Regions from separate parts of the Sus scrofa genome. Here region 1 is linked to region 2. Evidence: chromatin contacts called from public Hi-C data. All regions are on one chromosome and are shown on one strand. The core of a region is the stretch at or near the end of the contact, and the rest is flanking DNA. Distances in the headings are between cores, read along the strand shown. Region 1 overlaps AGAP1 (arf-GAP with GTPase, ANK repeat and PH domain-containing protein 1). Region 2 has its middle 170 kb from the start of SH3BP4.

Region 1 (3,240 bases), core at 551-3,050, 360 kb before region 2:
GAGGATGTGGATTTGACCCCTGGCCTTGCTCAGTGGGTTAAGGATCTGGCATAGCCTCAAGCCGTGGCATGGGGCACAGATGTAGCCTGGATCCGGTATTGCTGCGGCTGTGGTGTGTACCTGCAGCTGCTGCTCCCATTCGACCCCTAACCTGGGAACTTCCGTATGCTGCAGGTGCGGCTGTAAAAAGAAAAAAACAAAAGTGCTGCTTCTTGGTTTTCGGGGGTTTTTTTGGGGGGGAGGGGGGCAGTGCACCAATGCCATGCAGAAGTGCCAGGGCCAGGGATCAAACCCATGCCACAGCCACAGCAGTGACCACACCAGATTCTTTAACCTGCTGACCCACCAGGGAACTCCACTGCTTCCTGTTTTGAAACTCCATGGCATCAGTAAGTGCTTCTGCTATCACTCGCCTAGGACTGGCCTGTGATTCTCTCGGTCATTTGCAAGATTCACTGCGATGCCCAATTCTCTCTTCCAGAAAAAGGCTCATTCTGGATGTGATACTGGACATTCAGACCACAAGCCCTGCTGAGGGTCTCATCGAAGCAGGACTTGGTCTCCAAACTGTTGAGAACTCCCTCCCCATCAGGAATGCCGTCTCACCAGCCCGCCCCACTAGAGGAGGAAACTGAGCTCATGAAAACCAATTCTGCTTTCATCAAAAATGGGGGCGCCCGATCTCAGGGCAGGCTGTTATGGGCTATAACCAGATTCCCCAAGAGGCTGAAAAGCCTTTCTGATCTTGGTGTCTGGGTCCAAAGAGGCAAAGACCTGGGTCCTCGGGACTCAGAGTCCAGCGGCAGCGCGGCAGCAGAGAAACACGCGCAGTGAGTGTGTCCAAAGGGACGGTGCTGGAAACCAGGACCGGAGGGGCTGCGGAGGGTGGGGTGGGTGAGGGGGATCCAGCACGGTGCCGAGCTGGGAGGGAGGGGGAGCCAGACTTGAAGGAAGGGACCGGGGCAGGAGGAAGGGCTCTCCAGGCAGAGGGCACAGCCGAGCCCAAGCCCAGAGCAGGCACAGGGAGGAAGAGGCGGCCTGGCTGGAGTGGAGGCTGGAGCAGGGCTGGCACCGCTCTCCCGTCAGGCCCCAGACAGCAAACAGCTGAGGTTTTTCAGGCCAGGAAACCCTCAAGGGTGTCCGGAAGGCCTCGGTCTCAAAGACAACCCTGATGACGCCACACGAACCACAGCAGGTCCCTAAGTCACTGGCGTGGCTGTGACTTAATGCAGATGCTGAAATGTGAACTTCACATGTTGCAAAATATTTGTCTTTTGATTTTTTTTTTCCCCAAGAACTTAACCATAAAAACCATTCTGTGCTCAAGAGCAGGCGCAAGACAGATGGGCTCCCGGGACTTGGTGGGGCCTCCGGCGTCTGTCCTGGGCACACAGAGGCCACTGCGCATATGCAAAGCTCTGCAGCGACGTGACGGATGAGTTTTATACCTCACCTGGAAGCTCTTGAGAACAGCCCCCTGCAGGAAGGGTGAAAGCAAGGGGACCGGCCCCGCAGGAGGGGTGCGACGGTGGGAGGGGCTTCAGGAGGAGGGAACCAGGGCGGGGTTGTCCTGGCCTGACCAGATGTGGGGGGATGGTGAGACCAAGGGGAGTGCTGTGCATTACCCAGGTTTGGGGCCTGAACAGCTGAGAAGATGATGTGCCCACCAGTTGAGATGATGTGCCCACCAGCCGGCAGGTGGGATGGCCACACGGGCAAGGGGGGGACTTGAGACCACAGAGAAGTAACCTCGTGCCCCGCCCTTACTGGGGCAGCCCAGAGCCAGGCGCAGAGAAACGCCAGTCGTCACAGGCAGAGGGGTAAGCAGAGGCCACCACCGCCTTGTGTTAAGTCATCAGGCAGGTCTGGCTTTGCTGCCAAATGAGTTACAGAGTATTTCCATTCTCGTGGCTTTTCTGGATGTGAGGCACAGGACTTGAACCTTTATTTGCTGAATAACACCCAACTGACTACAAAGGGGTGGGGGCGCTCCCTGGGGGCTATTTCTAGCGCTCTGAGGTTGGCAGCCTGAGGTTTACTGTGGCTGCAATTTATGCCTATTCGTTTTCTTAAAAGTCGTCCGGAAGAATCACCCGTTTCCAAACCTCCGCTCGACACCGGCACCGGCCTGAGTCAGTTACACAGATGGATTTTCCTCGCTTTCTTGGCCCACTGTGGCCTCTGCCGCCTCTGTGTCCCGGGTACGGCATTGTCCCCACCCACCCACAAGATCCCGCCCCATCTTCCTGACCTCGACTCCAGCAGGTGCCAGCCGCAGGCCGGTGCTCCTTTTGTGGAGTATCCTAGGGAGCGGTGCCTTCTCATCTCAGAGGAGAAGCCAAGCCTGCCAGCCAAGGGGTGGCCGGGCAGAACAAGTGAGGTCCCTAAAGGATCCTGTGGGAGTGATGCCCACAGGCGGCCCTCCAGTTTCTTCTCCCCTGGCTTTATCGAGATATCATTGACAGATAATGTGAGTTTAACATTTATAATACAGTGATCCGATACACACAGATACTGTAAAACCATGACACAGCAGGGGAGTCAGCACCTCCATCCATCACACAGTTGCCCTTTTTGCCCGGTGAGAACATTTAGGATCTACTGTCTTAACACCTTTGGAGCACAGGATACAGGACTGGTAAGCCCCCACACTACACATTCGATCCCAGGACTCACTCATCTAACAGCTCAAGGTCTGTACCCTTTAACCAACATCGCCCCAATCGGCCCTAGCAACCGCCAACCCGTTCTGTTTCCACAAGTTCAGTTTTTTGTGACTCTACATACAAGTGAGTTCATACTGTATTTGTTTCTGATCTCAGCACAATGCCCTCCAGGTTCATCCATGTTTCTGCGAAAGGCAGGGCTTCCTTTTTCATGGCTGAATAATATTCCATTGTGCATATACCACATTTTCTTTATCCATTCATCCATCCATGGGTAGGTACGTTGCTTCCATGTCATGGCTACTGTCAACCATGCTGCAATGAACATAGGGGAACAGCCATCTCTCTCTTTTTTTCACTTTTTGTCTTTTAGGGCGCACCCACAGCACATGGAAGTTCCCAGACTAAGGGTTCAATCAGAGCTACAGTTACCAGCCTATACCACAGCCACAGCAACCCTGATCTGTGCCGTGTTTGCAACCTACACCACAGCTCACGGCAAGGCCAGATCCTTAACCCACTGAGCGAGGCCAGGGATCAAACTCGCAACCTCACGGTTTCTAGTTGGATTCAT
Region 2 (3,332 bases), core at 456-2,955:
TTGTGATGCAGCGGGTTAAGAACCCACTGCAGCAGCTCGGGTTGCTGTGGAGGCATGGGTTCCATCCACAGCCCAGTGCAGTGGGTTAAAGAATCCCCTTTTGCCAGAGTTCCCATCGTGGCTCAGTGGTTAATGAATCTGACTAGGAACCATGAGGTTGTGGGTTTGATCCCTGGCCTTGCTCAGTGGGTTAAGGATCCGGTGTTGCCATGAGCTGTTGTGTAGTTTGCAGACACGGCTCGGATCCCATGTTGCTGTGGCTGTGGTGTAGGCTGGTGGCTATAGCTCCGATTCGACCCCTAGCCTGGGAACCTCCATATGCCGCGGGAGTGGCCCTAGAAATGGCAAAAATACAAAAAAAAAAAAAAAAAAAAAAAAAAAGAATTCCCCGTTGCCACCGCTGAGGTGTAGGTCACATCTGCAGCTAAGGTTCAATCCTGGGAACTTCCATATACTCTAACTGTGGCCATAAAATTAAAAAAAAAAAAAGAACTTATTTATGAAACAGAAATAAACTCACAGATTTCAAAATCAAATAAGGGGAAACCTTGGGGGGAAGGGATGCATTGTGAGGTTGCGATTAGCAGATACACACTACTGTATATAAAGGAGGTAACTAACAAGGACCTTCTGTGTAGCATGAGGTCAACTCAGTGCTCTGAAATAACCTATGTGGGAAAAGCGTCTGAAAACATACGTGTTTAACGGAGAAATTAATTGCAGGAGAAATTATCACACAGTAAATCACCTATACCCCAATAACTTTTCTTTTAGGGCCCTACCCACGGCATATGGAGGTTCCCAGGCTAGGGGTTGAGTTGGAGCTCTAGCTGTCAGCCTACACCACAGCCACAGCAATGCAGTATCTGAGCTGCATCTGTGACCTACACCACAGCTCATGCAATGCTGGATCCTTAACTCACTAAGCGGGGCCAGGGATTGAACCCGCATCCTCATGGATACTAGTTGGTTTCATTACTGCTGAGCCACAACAGGAACTCCCCAATAACATTAAATATATATGTATATATATCCCAAGAGCTGCCTGGAAGGTTAAAACACTCATTATCTTCCATCCACCCACCTTCTCTCTCATTCTCCCATCTCCCTGTCTTGAGGTAGGGCCCCTCTCTCTCTTCACAGAGAGGTGTGGACAGAAAGCAGAAAGTAGAGGAGAGACTGCACCAGATGAGCTGGAGGCCTCTGGCCCCCACCCGTTTCCGAGCCCCTCCTTCCTCCCGGTGCTAGTGGTTCAGCATCCGAGGAGAAGTCATCGGGGCACAGGCTTGGTCCCTGGGCTCCGCTCTCAGTATTTCTGTAGCTGTGGTTGAATGTGCCGAGAGAGCACATCTTTCTCAGGATAGTGAACACTTGGAGGTTGTGTGCCTTTGCAGTTCAGCCTCAGAATCAAGACGGGTTACTGAACACCGCCCCTGCTAGAGCCCTCTGTTGGTCTGTCTCCGCCCCCTCCCCCACTGCTTCCCCCCCCGCCCCGCCCCTCCACCAGTTTTGCCCGCCGCCCCCATCCTGCACCCCAGTGCTGCATCATCCAGTTCCCACACATGGGCTTTGGCTCCAGGGTCTTCTCTTTGGGGCACCGACTGGGACACACTCAGAAACCGCACGCTGTTCACGAAGGAGGAAGCTCTTTCACGTGCTCCCTGTTGCCACGGCAACCACTTCCTTAGGATCCAAAACATGACTATCTTGCATCTGTTTTCTGGTCAGATTTTTTCCTGCAGTGACATCTAGTGACTGCCTGGGAAACCCTGTGATTTATGCCTGGCCTCGGCGGCAGCGGTAAAATAGGAGAGCCCCTGGCACTCTCTGGGTGCCCACCGCCCCACCCCACCCCCTCCCCCAGCACAGGCTCCTCCAGCCTCCCGCAGCCCTGGGAGTGTCCCCTGCCATCTAAGGGGGCAGCAAGCCTCCTGTATTTCAACATGGTGCAGTAACTGCCTCAAGCCAGGTCTTCTTAGCATGACAGCATTTTAAAGGGGCTCCTGCACTTCATTAACTGGTGCCCAGTGAGCTTTGCATTGTCTGTAGAGATATTTTTATTTTTGACTTGGTCCGGGTGTAAGGTGCCCTTTTTTTGAAATCCAGTGGGAATCTGGACTTCTCTTTCAGGTGTCAATCACTGTCGCTAGAGGGATGTAGACAGACCTGACCATCAGGCTAAGGACGCTGGCACGAGTGGTCGCTTGATGTGTCACTGATTGTGGTGCTGTGACACTCTGTTTATCAGACCTCTCCAGTGGCCTTGCACAGGGACACACAGGGACACAACGCCGATAGACTCTTGCCCAAAGGGCAAGTGCTTCCCATCCCGGGAGGAACCACTCAATCGTTTCTTATGGGAACCCAGGAGGTGCTGTCAGCCAACCGAGAATGCGTTCAGGACCTGGCCGGTCCTTCTGTCTCTGGGGAGGTCATTTCCCTGGGTCAGACCGTTCCCACCAAGGGCCACCATCCTTCACACGTCCTGGTGTTCTCACCCTTTGCAAGATGACTCTGCAGCTCGTCCCATCAAGATGCAGGGTCACTAGCTTCCCATTGAGCTGAAGAGTGTGCTGGGCACAGGGTAATCAAGACTAAACAACCCAGACATGGGAAGAGCTGGGAAAAGATGTTCCAGGCTTAGGGGGCATCGGTGGGAAGGGTGGAGGTGGGGAAGGACTCGGCAAAAAAGTGCTTGATGAGAACAAGGATGCCATTCAAAGTACTGATGGACTTTGGGTGGGGCGGTGATGTGATCCAGCCTCGGTCTGCAAAAGATCCCTCTGGATCCTGGTATAGAGGGGACCAGAGGAGAGAGGCAGGCGTGGAAACAGGAGGTGTTCAGCAAGTCATGGCTGTGGTCCAGGTGAGGGAGGTGGTACCTGGGACTGGATGGGCATCAGCAGAAATGGGTAGAACAGGAGAGAGTCCAGATCTGCCAGGAAGTGGAAGCTGCACGTCTACAGAAATGACCTGGGGTGGAACCCACAGGGATGTAGCACTGACTGGTTTGGTGGGTGTGGGGGAGGTGGTTGAGACACTTGGGTGACAGCTGGAGGGAACTGGTGGGTGGTGGTGCTCCTGGCTGAGATGGGGAAGACCAGGGAAGGAGCAGGTGGGAAACAGGAAGAGAGAAGCAGTGGGTTTTGGCACACAAAGCTCTGAAATGAAATGGAAATGGAAATGGAACTATCCAAAATGTAATATCAACTATTCAATTGGACGTATGACCTTGGAAGTCAGAGGAAAAGAATGGACCAGAGATGTCAATGCAGGAGTCATTAACATATAAATTAATGGTCTGGAAAGCCGTGTGCAAGTTATCAAATTAA

The links. Hi-C and Micro-C count contacts between places; a contact is called where the count stands out from the background.
Region 1: a Hi-C map of omental adipose tissue shows a contact between it and region 2, with 2.4 times the contacts expected there. The contact joins two enhancer-like sites. A contact is called at or near these places in 18 of 47 Hi-C or Micro-C datasets (adipose tissue, alveolar macrophages, blood and 12 more) and 2 of 2 datasets of contacts at active chromatin or transcription factors (alveolar macrophages and skeletal muscle).

Annotation. Positions count from the first base shown.
Region 1 is chr15:135,535,936-135,539,175 of Sscrofa11.1, reverse strand. All of the region lies in intron 1 of AGAP1 (arf-GAP with GTPase, ANK repeat and PH domain-containing protein 1), which reads right to left. Among named protein-coding and RNA genes, the nearest start is that of AGAP1, 95 kb to the right of the region's middle. Within about 2 kb of position 1,800, at least 9 of the 83 cell types and tissues checked have an H3K27ac peak or open chromatin away from gene starts, as enhancers often do. A contact at or near this core is called in adipose tissue, omental adipose tissue, retroperitoneal adipose tissue and 1 more, where this site is marked.
Region 2 is chr15:135,173,009-135,176,340 of Sscrofa11.1, reverse strand. No RefSeq gene overlaps it. Among named protein-coding and RNA genes, the nearest start is that of SH3BP4, 170 kb to the right of the region's middle. Within about 2 kb of position 1,705, at least 19 of the 83 cell types and tissues checked have an H3K27ac peak or open chromatin away from gene starts, as enhancers often do. A contact at or near this core is called in adipose tissue, omental adipose tissue, retroperitoneal adipose tissue and 1 more, where this site is marked.